Linked DNA regions of Triticum aestivum: region 1 is linked to region 2. Evidence: chromatin contacts called from public Hi-C data. All regions are on one chromosome and are shown on one strand. Each heading gives the region's core, a stretch centred on a gene start, on an enhancer-like site or on the middle of the called end of the contact. The rest is flanking DNA. Distances are from core to core; before and after follow the strand shown.

Region 1 (7,004 bases), core at 1,269-3,768, 450 kb before region 2:
GGAGACGAGAACCAAACTTCCATGCCAATTCAAGCATATCCAAACATGAATTTCTGTTCCATCAAAAAGTGCATGGTGTTCCACTGAAAACATCTATGTCTATATTATTACATAACCAAGGCAGAACTTACACGGAATCCTCAATTACTAGGCAATTTGAAGGATCAGCATTCATTCTTTTTGCAGCTTCCAGAAATCTTGAGTATCACCACACCAGCAGAACAGGAGTAACTAAATGAGATCAGTTTGATAAATCTATAGGGTATCAGTAATGAAAACATTATATAGCACATTGCCTTACATATCTGGGGATGGCTTTCCTGACTCTACTTCATCAGCACCAACAATTGCAGAGAAATACTCTTTCCATCCTATACATCATAAGAGTAAACTAAGTACTGTATCATTCCACCAAATACAAAGAAGGACACGAAAAAATCCAGGTATCCCTAAAGCATGGAAAAATGGAAAAGGATACCTTGATGGCACGAGATTTTGGATTCAATGTTTGATCTTGAAGAGTTGGAAGCTAAAGCAGCTGGCACCCTGCTGCTCTTCAAATGTTTTATTAACCGATTAGCTCCAGGAAGAGCTTTTATGTTGCCCCATCTGCAATATGAAATTTAATATGCTACTCATATATCTGAAGGAATACAGCCGCAAGTGAAAATTACACGGGCCAGTTTTTTTTCAAGAAAAATAGTGCACATTACAGCATGAGAAAGCTGTAGTAGTTCTATCATCATGCCCAATACCAGTCACAACCTTACGACAAGTTATTGTAAGAAAATCTTTACAAATGATCTCATTAGACACAAATCCTTTTCATTTCTATTAAAGTACTTTCTGCACTATACCCAAAATTCACTTTACTGTTTAAATTGCATCAAAGGAGCGTGACCAAAGAACTAACTTAATTCTGCTGCTGATTTACAGAAATTCTTCTGCAGTGACTTGCCAAGTGCACTGTTCAATCTAAAAGCATACCAGACATACACAATGAAGCCTATTTGGGTTTGAACCCGCCTTATGGTATACCAGATGCTTGCTTCTAGATGTAGTACCATAATTTAAGTATGTACTGATAAAACAGAGAGAGATATTGAAATCAACCATATATATAAATCGCATTGTTACTCATAACTTAAAAAGACTGAAATAAACAATCTACTTTATCAAGCGAATGGCCTGATGCAGCCACAAAATGTATAAATTTTCCACTACAGTAAGATGGTAATATGCATTTTCCGAAACATAGACAAGTATGAAGAGGCTCAGTGAGATTACTGCTCGCTGAACATTGGATTAATCAAGGAGAGGAACTCTTCGGTGGAGTAAGGGAGTCCGTAATCTTCTAAAACAACAGCTGCAGCTTCATAAGGTGTCTTTCCAACAAATTTGTGAGCTTTCTTGCTATCCCACTTTTTCCCATTTTTAACAAGAAATGGTTTCAGCACCTGGCTTACAATGCAATCTGCCAAATGGTACGACCAAGGTAAGCAGGAATGGGTATTCGGCATTTATTTAACTCGGAAAGATCAAACAATGGAGGAAATTTTTGGAATTCACGGTCACCTGTGTTTAAGAGGGTACCATCCAAATCAAGAATGACATGGGAAATAAGGCGAGTAATGGGCTTTGGTGCTGCCATTTCCAAGGACGGATTAGCTAAATGCAGCAAGAGACAAATTATTTGGGTAGCCCAACCTGACATGTAGCAAAAACTATTCAGTCACACACCAAATTAGTGATACTAAATCATAAAGTTAGTTAATCCGGCAATGTTTTTCTGATGATTTAATATATGCATATAATTACTTATTACAAGTAGGAGTGAAAAGCAGTAGCCCATCCTATCCTTGGTTTTTGAACCTGAGACTATTTTTTCCAAAGTTGTGATGGTACAGACTACGGACCGCTATTTACAGGAGCATAGAAAATTCGTTTGGCACTAGTGTTTGGCTGGGCTGACTTATGTAATCACCTCCCGGTAAGTGTGCCGGGTGTATGAAGGCCAGTGTGATTTTGTTAGTCGCTGGATGAAAACAACCTTACCTCGATGGCCAAAGACTGGGACGGGGTGAAGACAGCAGGAACACGATGTCCCGGTGAGATAGAACGGGAACGGCGACGCGCGTGAGAGGCGGGAGGAGGGGGTGAGGTGGGGTGGGGGTGGAGGCGTGATTGAGGCGCCCGCGGTGACTCTTACGGCGCGGCGGCAGCCCTAGAGCCGCGCTTTCCCTCTAGTGCGGCTGGGAATTTCTTGATTTCAACCTCCGCCGCTGGCCGGCCGGAGCAGAACCGATCCGGATAGGCTTATAGCGTTCCCTTGCACACGAAAAGGCCGATCTGTACACTTGGATTTGGAAGTGATAAGAAAAAGAAAGGATTATACGCCGCGAGGACGCGTACGTGCGCGGCGAAGAGACGACTTGGGTACTGCTAAGTTTACTGAAGGAGAAAACGATGATGGAGATGGGGAGCAGACGAAGGAAAAACCTGATGATGATGCTACAGTTAGTAATCAAGACCGGCTAAATTTGAGAAAGGGAATGGGAGTTTAAGAGCAACTACAATGGAGTGACCCAAATGGACACGGTTTTTGTCTGTTTTCATCCGTTTGGGTCGCTCGTCCGCGCAGCGGACATGCCGTGGACACGTGCCGACGGAGGATGTATCCAACGCGGGACACAAATGCAGACACACGCTAACGGAGCCCCTGCTTGCCCCGTCTCCTCCAACTAGCGGCGCCAGCGCCGCCATGCCCCTCCTCGCGCGGCCCCTTCATCACTCCCTCTCGCGCCATCGTTCCTCTCCGCCTCCCACTCACGAGATCCAGCCGCCGCACGGCATGAGATCCAGCTGACGCACGGCGCGAGATCCAGCCGCCACCGCACGGCGCGAGATCCAGTCGTCGCCGGTGCAGGACGCGAGCTCGAGCCGCGGCCGCACAACGTGAGCTCTAGCCGCCGCCGCCGCACGACGCGAGCTCTAGCCGCCGCCGCACGACGCGAGCTCTAGCCACCGCCGCACGACGCGAGATCCAGTCGCCGCCGTCGCACGACACGAGCTCTAGCCCCGTGGGCGACAGAATGACGGTGTGCAGGTGGCGCCGGTGAGCATCCTGCGTCGGCGGCCTCGCCGGTGAGCGCGACGGATGGCTGCGCCAGTGGCCTCTCTACTTGTTGCGGCGGTCGTGGAGTTGCCCAGCTCGTGCCCAGTCACTGGTACGTGGGACCAGGGGGAACACCAGGGCGGACACGAACGATGGTAGCGAACGGTGGGAGCGTTCGCTTCTGTCCGCTTCGTCCCCATTTGTTCCCAGATTTGGGCTAAGTTTGTGTCGGGGACGGACAACAAGCGAACATGTGCGTCCGTTTGGGTCATCCCGTTGGGCCAAGTTTTATGTCCGGATGACCCAAACGGACAAAATGGGTCACCCCATTGGAGTTGCTCTAATGTACGGAATTGTATTGAGATTAGATATGGGATAAGTCGTTTTATTACCTGCTTGGCGCATTATGGAAATTATGTCTGAGAGTTTGAGGAGAAACTGTATTCTCGTGTTTTGGTTCATGGTAATTGACAAAGAAATATACGAAGGAAATTAACGTGAGGGGTAAAAAATGGCTCACTAAAACAATTCCCTTCCAACTCTCACCCCCTCTCCTGTTAATAAAATGGTGGGAGTTGGAGTCTCAAGACCCATGACTATTTCCTTATGAACTCCCAATCCCTCTAACTAAACAATAGATTTAAAATCTCGTATCCCTTCAATTCCCATTCCATAGCTCTAATTATCCCAATCAAACAATAGATTTGAAGTATCTGGTTCTCTGGTTGTTGTACTCCCTCCGTATTTTTTGAACTAAAAAACGTTTATACTTTGGTACAGAAGCAGCTGACGGGGGATCCCTCGGTCCCGTTATATGTATCACCAAGGAAGAATAATCAGAGACCTAAAGACATCTCCAAACGGTGACCCCAAAATTATCTATCGTATCCGTCTGCGAACTGGGGATCTGATCCCTGGCATAGATGCGGGAGACCGCCATCCAACATTGTCCTCGTATATTTGGCCAATAATTAGATCTAACCAGACGAAAATTGATAAAGTCGGGCAAAATTCATTGAAGTTCGGACATAATTTTGACAGTTTAATAAAAAAACTAGAAAAAAAAATCTAAACCCTATACCAGACGACCACCTCGTACGCGTGACTGTCCTGCCCTGCCGCACCATCGTCGTCCCTCCAGCGGCGAAACACCACCGAAGGGCCGCAGCAACCTTGTTCGACGGCTGCATGCCGCTCGCGTAGGAGCCGCTCCACCTCCTGTTGCGCTGTGCAGAGTGTCGCCGCGGCCACTGCCGACGTGGCCTTCGGAGCCCTGGTGGCGACCTTGCTGCGACCGGCGTTGGCAGAGCAGTCACTAAGTGACCACTCCTCGCCAATCTCGAGCTCGCCGTCAAGGAGGCGGCGGCGCTTGGCGGCCATCTCAGCGGTTGTGACGGAGCTGTCGAGGGCCCACGCGTCGGCAAGATTGGCATATAAAAAGATATGTTCGGCCATGTACGAGATTAGTTTTAGTTTGTTTTCAGAGTTATGAAATATACAGAAAAACGTCCGAGTTAGGGACGACCATATCTTGTATCATCTGTGATTTTCCATCGTGAAAATTTATTAGCGACGGAGGGTTGATCATCACATCGACACCTATGTGTTGATTCAAGAGGATCATTATTTTTATTCATGTATTTTCGTACGCGGGTGAAAATTGTTCTTGAAGGTTGCGAGGAGGAACAAAGAGACGGACTGCTCATCAAACATCGCCGTGAAAGATCGGGCCGTTTTCACTCACGAAATAGTGTCTCGCTAGTCCGTGCTTCATCATAGATCATACTTGGAGTTCCTCGAACGTTGATGACGATCCTGCAAACCGCCCTCGAATAATCCCTCGAACAGAAAATCGAAAGCACGGTCTCTCTACTTGGTTGCAAGCGTACGATCTTCACGATCCGCTAGCGCTTCACCGTCCAGAGCTAATCATCGCTGGAGAATTGGAGGGAGGAGTTTAGAACCACACGGGACTTTTAATTATAAGGATTAGAGATGGTTAGGGCTCGCTCTAATTAGTCAAAAAGGACCAACTAGAACGTGTACTAGATCAACTAGAGGAGGCACCAACACTTGTATATCCATATGGTAGAAATCCTCTAGTATATATAGGTTAGAGGGGAGGGAGAGGGCAGCCACCAAGGTGGGAGAGAGTCCCTTTTGGTGCGCTAGCCTTGGGGGGAGTCCCACTCCTTCCCCAAGTAGGATTCGAACACCCCCCCCACACACACACAAGGAAACGGGGGGCGCCACTTCCATATGGGCCTATCTAGCCCATATTTCCTTCCACCTCTTCACCTTTTAAGGCCCGTTGATATTTTAATTAAATATAAAATGTTCTAAATGTTTTCATACGATTATATATATAATTTAACATCTCCGGAAATATTATATTTTGCACCTATATATAATTAATCAGTAATACTCGGTATTACCCGATACTCACCGAAACCCTTCCGGTGACCCTGAAACGCTTCCGGAACCTCTTGGAACTATTCTGGATATTCATGAAACAATTTCATGAATATATTCTCATCACTCTCGTCCCGCTAATACTCAGTAGATCGTGATTACCTTAAGCTTGTGACCCCGTAGATTCGGTAAATCATAGACATGAACGAAAACCCTTCGTTTAATGACTGCTAGCAGAACAGTGGACATCCATATCGGTCCCTGCGATTACACGAATAATAACCGAGTGAACCTTTGGCTATCATGTGATGTTCCCTTTGCTTTGCGATACTTTTCAAAACCCGGTGTGCATCGGTATCCTCCTGAGTAATCACCATGCTCACTATACTGTTGCTCCTGTTACTGGTTTTGTTCTTCTTTCTCGTGACATGTTCCGCCATCCCCGTGACGCAGTCACCAATGTCTAGCCAGACCCGTCACACCAAGAGGTCCCTTATGAATTTCTCTCCATCCTCAGAGGAGCAAATCCCACTCTCGAGCTATCTGGTCACTTTGTCAAACTTTCTGGTGAGCCTGAAAGTTATCGTTATGATCACCTTGTTACAGATTGTGTTTGAGCAACCCTAGAGCCCACTGTCCGGTAGGAAGTGACCGAGACACTCTCATGGTCTGAGGAACTAAAACACATGCTAACGCTCTGTGTTATAACAGATGATTTTAGATGATATAATCACATAGTATAACAGACAAGTATTGGGTCGATTCAATATGACCATTCTTCTAACGTCATACCCTCAATGTTGTTCTAGGACTATCTTTACACTTAACGATATCCTAAGACCCGGAAAAGTTATCACCAACAACACTTAAGCCGGTCTTAGAGGCGAGACTGGGAACATATTGTTATTGTTTATCATTTCACACATGCATATGAGTTTTCCACTGAATCGCATATTCTAGGATCATAGCAGTTATAGCATGAAATATAAAATCTAAATTATGAATAAAAATATATAATAATACAATATTATTGCCTCTAGGGCATATTTCCAACAGTCTCCCACTTGCACTAGAGTTAATAATCTAGTCGCATGGTTTTCAAACACATATGGCTTATCTGGTGTTGCTCATACTTTGCTTGTGGTAGAGCCTTTGTCATTCTTTTGACATATTCAAAACTCAGTAATATTTGTGCCGGTCTTGTCTGTTTTTAAGGATCTCAATCCATCTTGCTTTGAGCTATAACATTTTATTCAAAATAAAATATTATTAGACTAATTGCACTTAGAATAACACCAACCATATCAAGACTCTTCTTGACTATATATTGTGATTGGTTTTATCATATTTTGTATTCACCCATTTATATCAAGACTTTTCTTAATTGGACATATTCATAATATAATGTTTATGGGTTTCTTACAAGTTTTGTAATATTCAATTATATCAAGACATTTCTTGATTTCAGACAACATTG
Region 2 (6,765 bases), core at 3,554-6,053:
CCTAATGGAATCGAAGCAAGAAGTTGAAATGGAAGCAGGCTAAGATCTCTTCAAAGGCAAGGTTAAATTCTTCAAGAGGGTGTACCTGTGAATCCTCACTGCCACTAGCAATGAACAGATAGTCTGATCCTCCAAAGCATGATCTAATCACAAACTTTCCTTGCTTGTGCCCCTTGTATTTATCGGGCACTCTAGAACTTCCATTGGTTTTCCACAAATGAATTTCCTGGCTATTAAGGTTGACAATCATTGACTGTCCATCACCTGAAAGAGAAAGAGATGATATTGTCTGCCGTTCAGGAATTTTCCATTCCCGCCCCTTCCGAAGTTCTCGGATCCAGATTTCGTTAGGACATACACAGATTAGATGTTGGCCATCAGGTGTCACAGCAAGATCACTAACTTTAGGTATTCTCTCTCCAGCCCACATTTCCAGTTCTTGGCCTTCTAGGTCACAAGTGAAAATCATATTTGGAGAACTTTCTGGTTCACAGCTGGCACATACTATTTTCTCCGAATTTGGAAACCATGCACACGACGCGATGATGTGTTTTACTGAAGCACCAAATTTAAGATTGCATTCACCAGTATCAACATTCCACAGTTTTAAAGATTCCCCATTACCACAAGTGAGAAGCATTCTATCATTTGGGCTCCACGCAACAAAGGAAATAGGACTTTTGTGACCCTCGAGGCAGTACTTCTTGGTTAATGTATCATCTTCTTCCACCTACATCATCTCTGGGGGTTAGACATGACAAGAATTTGAAGTTGTAATACAAGCGGGGAAATGAGTTAACATGGCACATAAATTGTATAAAGACTAAACGTGAATGCCAATAAAAAACAGAAAATATTCTTCTGGATGAAAACATGTGATTTTGCAAGAGGGTGGTTACAGTATTCATATAAATCACGCCTACTACCTTTAAATGAGCTGTAAAAATTAAAAATTAAAATAGAATCAAAAGGATGCATAGTCATAACTCGTAACCTCACAACTTATGGTGTTTTCACACATGTATATTTCAGTTAACATACTTACACCCTCATCTCTCCACTAGCTTTGAATAGGAAACATCAATGATGATCAACAGGAAAGGGAACATAGGCAACAGTGCTAGGCTTTTGACACATCTTACAGTGTGTACATGAGAGCTATGAAATGTCATCTACTTCACTCAAGATGTACGTTTTCCACGCAACCCTTGTACAAATAAAGTTCAATTAGCATAAATAGACCAGCTTATATGATGTTTCATGAGCCCCATTAACTTATGCAGTGAACTTCACAACAACACAAATGCACGTGACCGTATTAAAGCTGTGTTTGGCATTGCATTGGATTATGATAATCCAGCTTATCCAAAAAGCTTTTGTCTATTTAGTGTTTATTTAACCATCTTGTCTCTAGTTTCGTGTCTATTTTCCGAAATTATAGAATAAGCACATCGCAGCACAGTTCAGCAACCGCACACTGAGCCTAAGTCTTCACAGGTCCAGTTAAAATGAAGCATATGAACAAACCAGAAAGAAGACCAAGATCTCACATGAGAAGCATGATCTTCCCAAGCCCAGGTTTGTATCACTACTCAGTTGAATATAGTCCCATCTGCCTATCATAGCATAAAAATTGGAAGAGAAGACGACATTAATCATATTTAGAGAGATATCGTGGTAATATGCATATGACAAAGATGAATGATGGGAATATGATAAAAGAGGACGGCAGAAAAGGCCGTTAATAAAAGCATGAACAGGAAAAACTACTGCCAGTCGTAGGTGGAAATCAGTATGGTCTCCAACAATCATCTTTTCTCATCGATATTCATAGCAATACAAAATAGGAAACTATAAAATACTACTATACTATGGAAGTAATTCAGTGTTATTTCGTACAAGTAATAAAAAATATTGAACAAATTAGTGGCTAAAATTCAAAAAAGGTTTGGCTACATGTACTCGAAAACATCATTTTATTTTGACTTGTTCATGGGTGGCCCAGCCTGGCAACATCAAAATGGCAAAACTTTTCTTATTCAGGGAAAACTCTGAAACTAACTAATAAATTTGGAAAATAATTAAATGCATACTTTATTCAGGGAATTTTCTATCAGGGAAATGGAAAAACTTTTCTTAAGCACAGCACAGTTATCCTTTCTTGAGCCAAGAGTAAAAATAATCAGAAGCTCTCAAGAATCCCACTTTTCTTCAACCAGACCCCAGAGCCATGGCAGCCAACATGGGAGATGAGCTCCCAGGTGGCCAATCAAGGGTGAGGGCTCATGGCCTCTTTGCCTGAAGGATGGCATAACAACCATTCTAGGTGGCTGAGTGCTTACTAGGAGCAAAACCAGAAGCAAGAGAAAGATGCATATTTTTCTACTGTACACTTCCTTGAATAAATTTTATCCATCATGAATGAAGTTTTTAGTAATGATCAGCAACGATCATATGTAACAAGGATATCTGACAGGCTTGACAGAGTGTAGAACTTCTATTCATAGTCAGATTCAGCAGAGGTAAAGAGCGTCCTAAATATAAACGTGTCACGGTGAATACTACACTTCCAAGAGTTCAACAGAGTATCTCACTGCGGATAGTACTTAATGCAGTCTGTCAGCTTATCTACAACTCTGGCAGTTTGGAGCAAGCTCTGTACTAATAAATATATCGTATTACACTGCTCGCTTGAGCAATGTTCCAACAGTTAAAAAGTACTGTCAGAGTGAAACAGTTTATTCACTTTATATGTTATTCAATGATGTTAGGTATAGCTGGGAGCAGAAAAACAAGCCTATTCTATTGTGCCCTGAATCTGATGGTTCTGCTTCAAAATTCTAAAGTGCCAGGAGAACAAAATATAATCTTAGCATTATTTATGCAAGTAACAAGGCACATTGCTTTTCAGGTCAATGTTAGGGTGTATAACTATACCTTCCAAATGATGGCCGTACAATCACTTGAAGATGATGCCAGGTAGTTTCCATCATTTGAAAACCTTACAAACCAAACTTCGTTTTTATGAGCACATAATATCTGCAAACAAGCATAGAAGTTTCAAGTATCCATCTCTGCCATACGGCCCCAGCACCCAAGCATGGACTATGTCTACTCATTTAGGATACATAAATAGTGTATATGAATACTCATCCCCTTTTGACAAACAAAATTAATAGTCTTGTGGATATTGGTTTTGAAATATCATAACTCATAACCATCTCACTGAGGATTGAGCAATGTTTGAAACCCACAGGACACTTGTACTGAACAGTAAGTTTTATGTGAATTAGCATGGTGACTATGGGAAGCATAAAAGCGAATGAAGCAGATTAATTTATACTTCCGGTGCAAAGATTACAAAATGGTACAAGTCCTGCCTCGCTGATGGAAAAGGAGCACTTCGTACTTCTGAAGCACAAGTTCCAGTTGAATGATAATTATATGCTTCCAATAGCCAACACAAGGAGGGATGGTGCTGCAGATATAGCAACATCATGGAACAGAAATTTAAAGACCATATGTAAATAGACATGCTGAAGCGTGCTCTGCGAACTACTCAATAGAAGTTGCTGTATTCAAGTTTCTGCTTCGATAACTCTAGTTTCTGAGTGTGGCATACAATTTCTCATTTCTTATAAATCTGACAGGCTACGAAATTTATCTAGAAGCTGATAGGAAAAACCAAGAACTACAAAAACTCACACCTGCGCACAGTCGGAAGGGATCTGCTCTTCATGGCACTTGTGATCCTCAAATAGAGTGACCTCATCCGGCAGATTATGATATATGCACGAAGCAACCTGCTGAATAACCGCAGTCTCCACCAAATGCTCAAGCCGCCCACTTGGCACACGGAACCATGGCGGCAACGCCTCAACCAAATCCAAGAAAAGCCCAATCCTGCATTCAGCCACAGCCTCTGGTGCAACCGCGCCCTCGGACGTGACCACTGCGCGAGCCAGCCAGTGCACACATCTTCTGTCGATGGCAAGAGGGGCGATCCGACGCGAGAGCACCTCCGTTGCAAGGCGTAGACCAGCGTCCCCAGTGCCCAGCAGCTCCAGGAAGTGCCCTCTCCACACCAAAAACTCCGCGACCGCACGGTTCCTTTCGGTAATGCCGGTAAGAGAGTCAATAGTGGCCGCGCACGCGTCCCACCGGCCAGACATTACGTCGAGCAGGAGGCGGTCGTGCTCCGGGGGGTACAGCGGCACACCGGACTCCGCCTCAAGCGTGGCTGCCGCCTTCCGGTAACCGAGGGAGTAGAGCGACTGCGCGATGAGCCGCACGAGCTCCTCGCGGCGTGGGGTCTGCCCCTTCTGGACCGCGGCATGGGGGAGAGAGCTCTCGGGCTGGTCCATGGACACGCCGAATTCGCCAGCTTGAGGGATTTTACGCCCCCAGCAATAGCAAAACCCGGAAAAGGGACGTCAGCTGCGGAGAGAGTGATTCGGAACAACTGTCGGATCAAAACAGCCGGAAAAAGGAACAAAATTCTGCGCTTCGAGGGACTGGAGAAGAACAGTTGATAACTGGTCAAAATCTGCGCGCCCGATGCCAGGAAAAATGGGAGGAGAACTCGAAATTCCGAGAGCTTCTTGGTGTGACGACGCGATTTTGGAAGAGGGGTTGTGGGATTTTGAAATGATCAGATCAAAATTGTGGGGAGTTTTGGTTTCCTGGTGGATCTGTGGGCCGATAAAAGTAGATATTTTGGGAATGCATACACAGCTCGGACGGTTGTTTTCGAACGGGACGCTGGAGGGGCCATGGCCGTCCATTATACATTGGAGTTGAATCCGAGCCGCACGAGCTCACTAGACGAGGATAAGATCGGCGGTGGGGTCCCGAGTTGGCTTTGTTCTCATGATGCACTTCTTCCCCACGTCCGGGTTCGTAATTTTCCTCGGATTTTATGTTAAAACTAGGTAAATGCCCGTGCGTTGCAACGGGGCATAATATTCTAATGGTTTAACAATAATCACGAGGCATTACTTCTTTTCTTATCTTTCATCCACTGCCTTCATGTCTCCACCTACCTAATTCAAACTTATCATCTTTGTCAATGGCGCATCCGGCTCACAATCTCCCTTTCTCCACCTCATTTCAAACACACACAATATTTTTCTTGGATATTCGTTTCTTATAATCTGCTTCTATCATTGGGCATCCAATCTAATCACATCCCCGTATTACCGAAGGTTCATATGCATTATATTTGCCACCACAACGGAGAAAAATAATGTCATGGAATCTGATCAAACCAGTATTACAAACCAAGTTCCAATAGCTTTAAGTTAACTGCATAATTGATCTTTTTTCATTATCCATTTCTTTAATCATGTCAGAATAATTATTTTGATCTTACATTTTTTGAACAAGGTACAGACGTCGACGCTCATACATACGCACATACATTCATTCCTATGAACACACACACGCACACCCTTCCTCCCACTAAACACGCATCGCCGAACGGCTTGAAATAAATTCAGGAAATGACGAGTACCAGGGTCAAGTCTAGGACTTGAACCTAGTGGACTGAAGATACCATTGTCCTCCTAACCATCCAACCACATGTTGGTTTGCATTTGACCTAACTATGTTTAGTAGACTCTATTATTTTTAAGAGAACGAAAATATTTAAGAAGTGACATGGTGTTAACATAGAAAGTATGACAAAGCCAGAAAAGATTTAAGAAATATTACCAAAATCATGTAATGAATGTAGATTCGCTCCGGGGATCAAAAAATAGGAACATAGAAAGTATGACAAAGTCAAAAAAGTTATACTATACATGGTGTTAACCTAAGCATTATTAGTCGTCAATTACTCCCATTATGGCGGCAGCCACAGAATCCAATGTTTGTGAGGTTGGTACAATATTTTCAAGTTTCTTACCAGTGAATATGTTGGCTTGACCTCTCTTCTCTGTTACATGTTACTTGCATATTTGCGGGATATAATCTACTGGGAAGAAAACAAAAAAGTCATGTCCGTGCACTTTGATGGTTATCCAAAAATACAATGGTAGTCCCAAATTGCATCGGTGTTCTCATCACTCAACAAATCCACGTAGGGATCCATTGTTGTGCCAAACAACAACAAAGCACTGCTCGACTCTCTCCGCTCTCTCTCTCTCTCTCTCATCTGCACAGCAATAAGAAATAGCAAAAACAGCATCCGTGCAGCATACTATATCTCTTCCACTTCCTAAACTATCTTATCTGTGAGTAGCATCAAGGTAATAAGCATAGAAAATCTCATCTCATCTCTCTCTCTCTCTCCCTCTCCCTCTCTCTTTCCCTGCTTGGCCCGCTACAGCACCGTGCTCTCCTGCCTCAGCAGCGGCCGGTCTCCCCTACCATTCCCTATGTGCAGCAACGCGGTGGCCTGCGCCTCGGCATCCTTGTACGAGGAGCAGCAACCCTCAGCCAGGAGCAGGCCGTCATCCTCGTTCAGCGCTGCCGATGGTAGCACAAAGGCGAGGCGACGACCTCGTCTAGGGCACAGCTTGGAGGCGGGGTGGCTCGACTGCGCTCGTCTCTACTCGCTCGCCACGTCACCGCCGATCCACACCCACCACCACTGTCTCCCAATCCCATCACTGCGAAGAGGGGAAGCAGAGCCTCACCAATGAGCACCGAGCAGAGAGAGTTGCTGAGCCGGACGGGGAGCGGGCGGCGATGGCGGCTTCAAGAGAGAAGAGATGGGTATGTGTGGCGGCTGTGCTTAGGACGAGGAGGCAACGCCCATGGCGA

Evidence for each region. A called contact is a pair of places that touch in the nucleus more often than the background predicts.
Region 1: a Hi-C map of leaf shows a contact between it and region 2, with 5 times the contacts expected there. The contact joins the promoter of LOC123120214 here to the promoter of LOC123120188 in region 2. A contact is called at or near these places in 4 of 5 Hi-C or Micro-C datasets (leaf and an unstated tissue).

Annotation. Positions count from the first base shown.
Region 1 is chr1B:294,569,112-294,576,115 of IWGSC CS RefSeq v2.1, reverse strand. LOC123120214 (bifunctional riboflavin kinase/FMN phosphatase) reads right to left here and starts at 2,518. Exons shown (of 11, transcript XM_044540214.1): 1 at 2,500-2,518; 2 at 1,576-1,707; 3 at 1,288-1,474; 4 at 479-609; 5 at 302-371; 6 at 132-197. The coding sequence starts at 1,651.
Region 2 is chr1B:294,122,027-294,128,791 of IWGSC CS RefSeq v2.1, reverse strand. It overlaps LOC123120188 (WD repeat-containing protein WDS homolog), which reads right to left and starts at 4,803. Exons shown (of 5, transcript XM_044540184.1): 1 at 3,708-4,803; 2 at 3,410-3,478; 3 at 2,938-3,039; 4 at 86-730. The coding sequence starts at 4,364.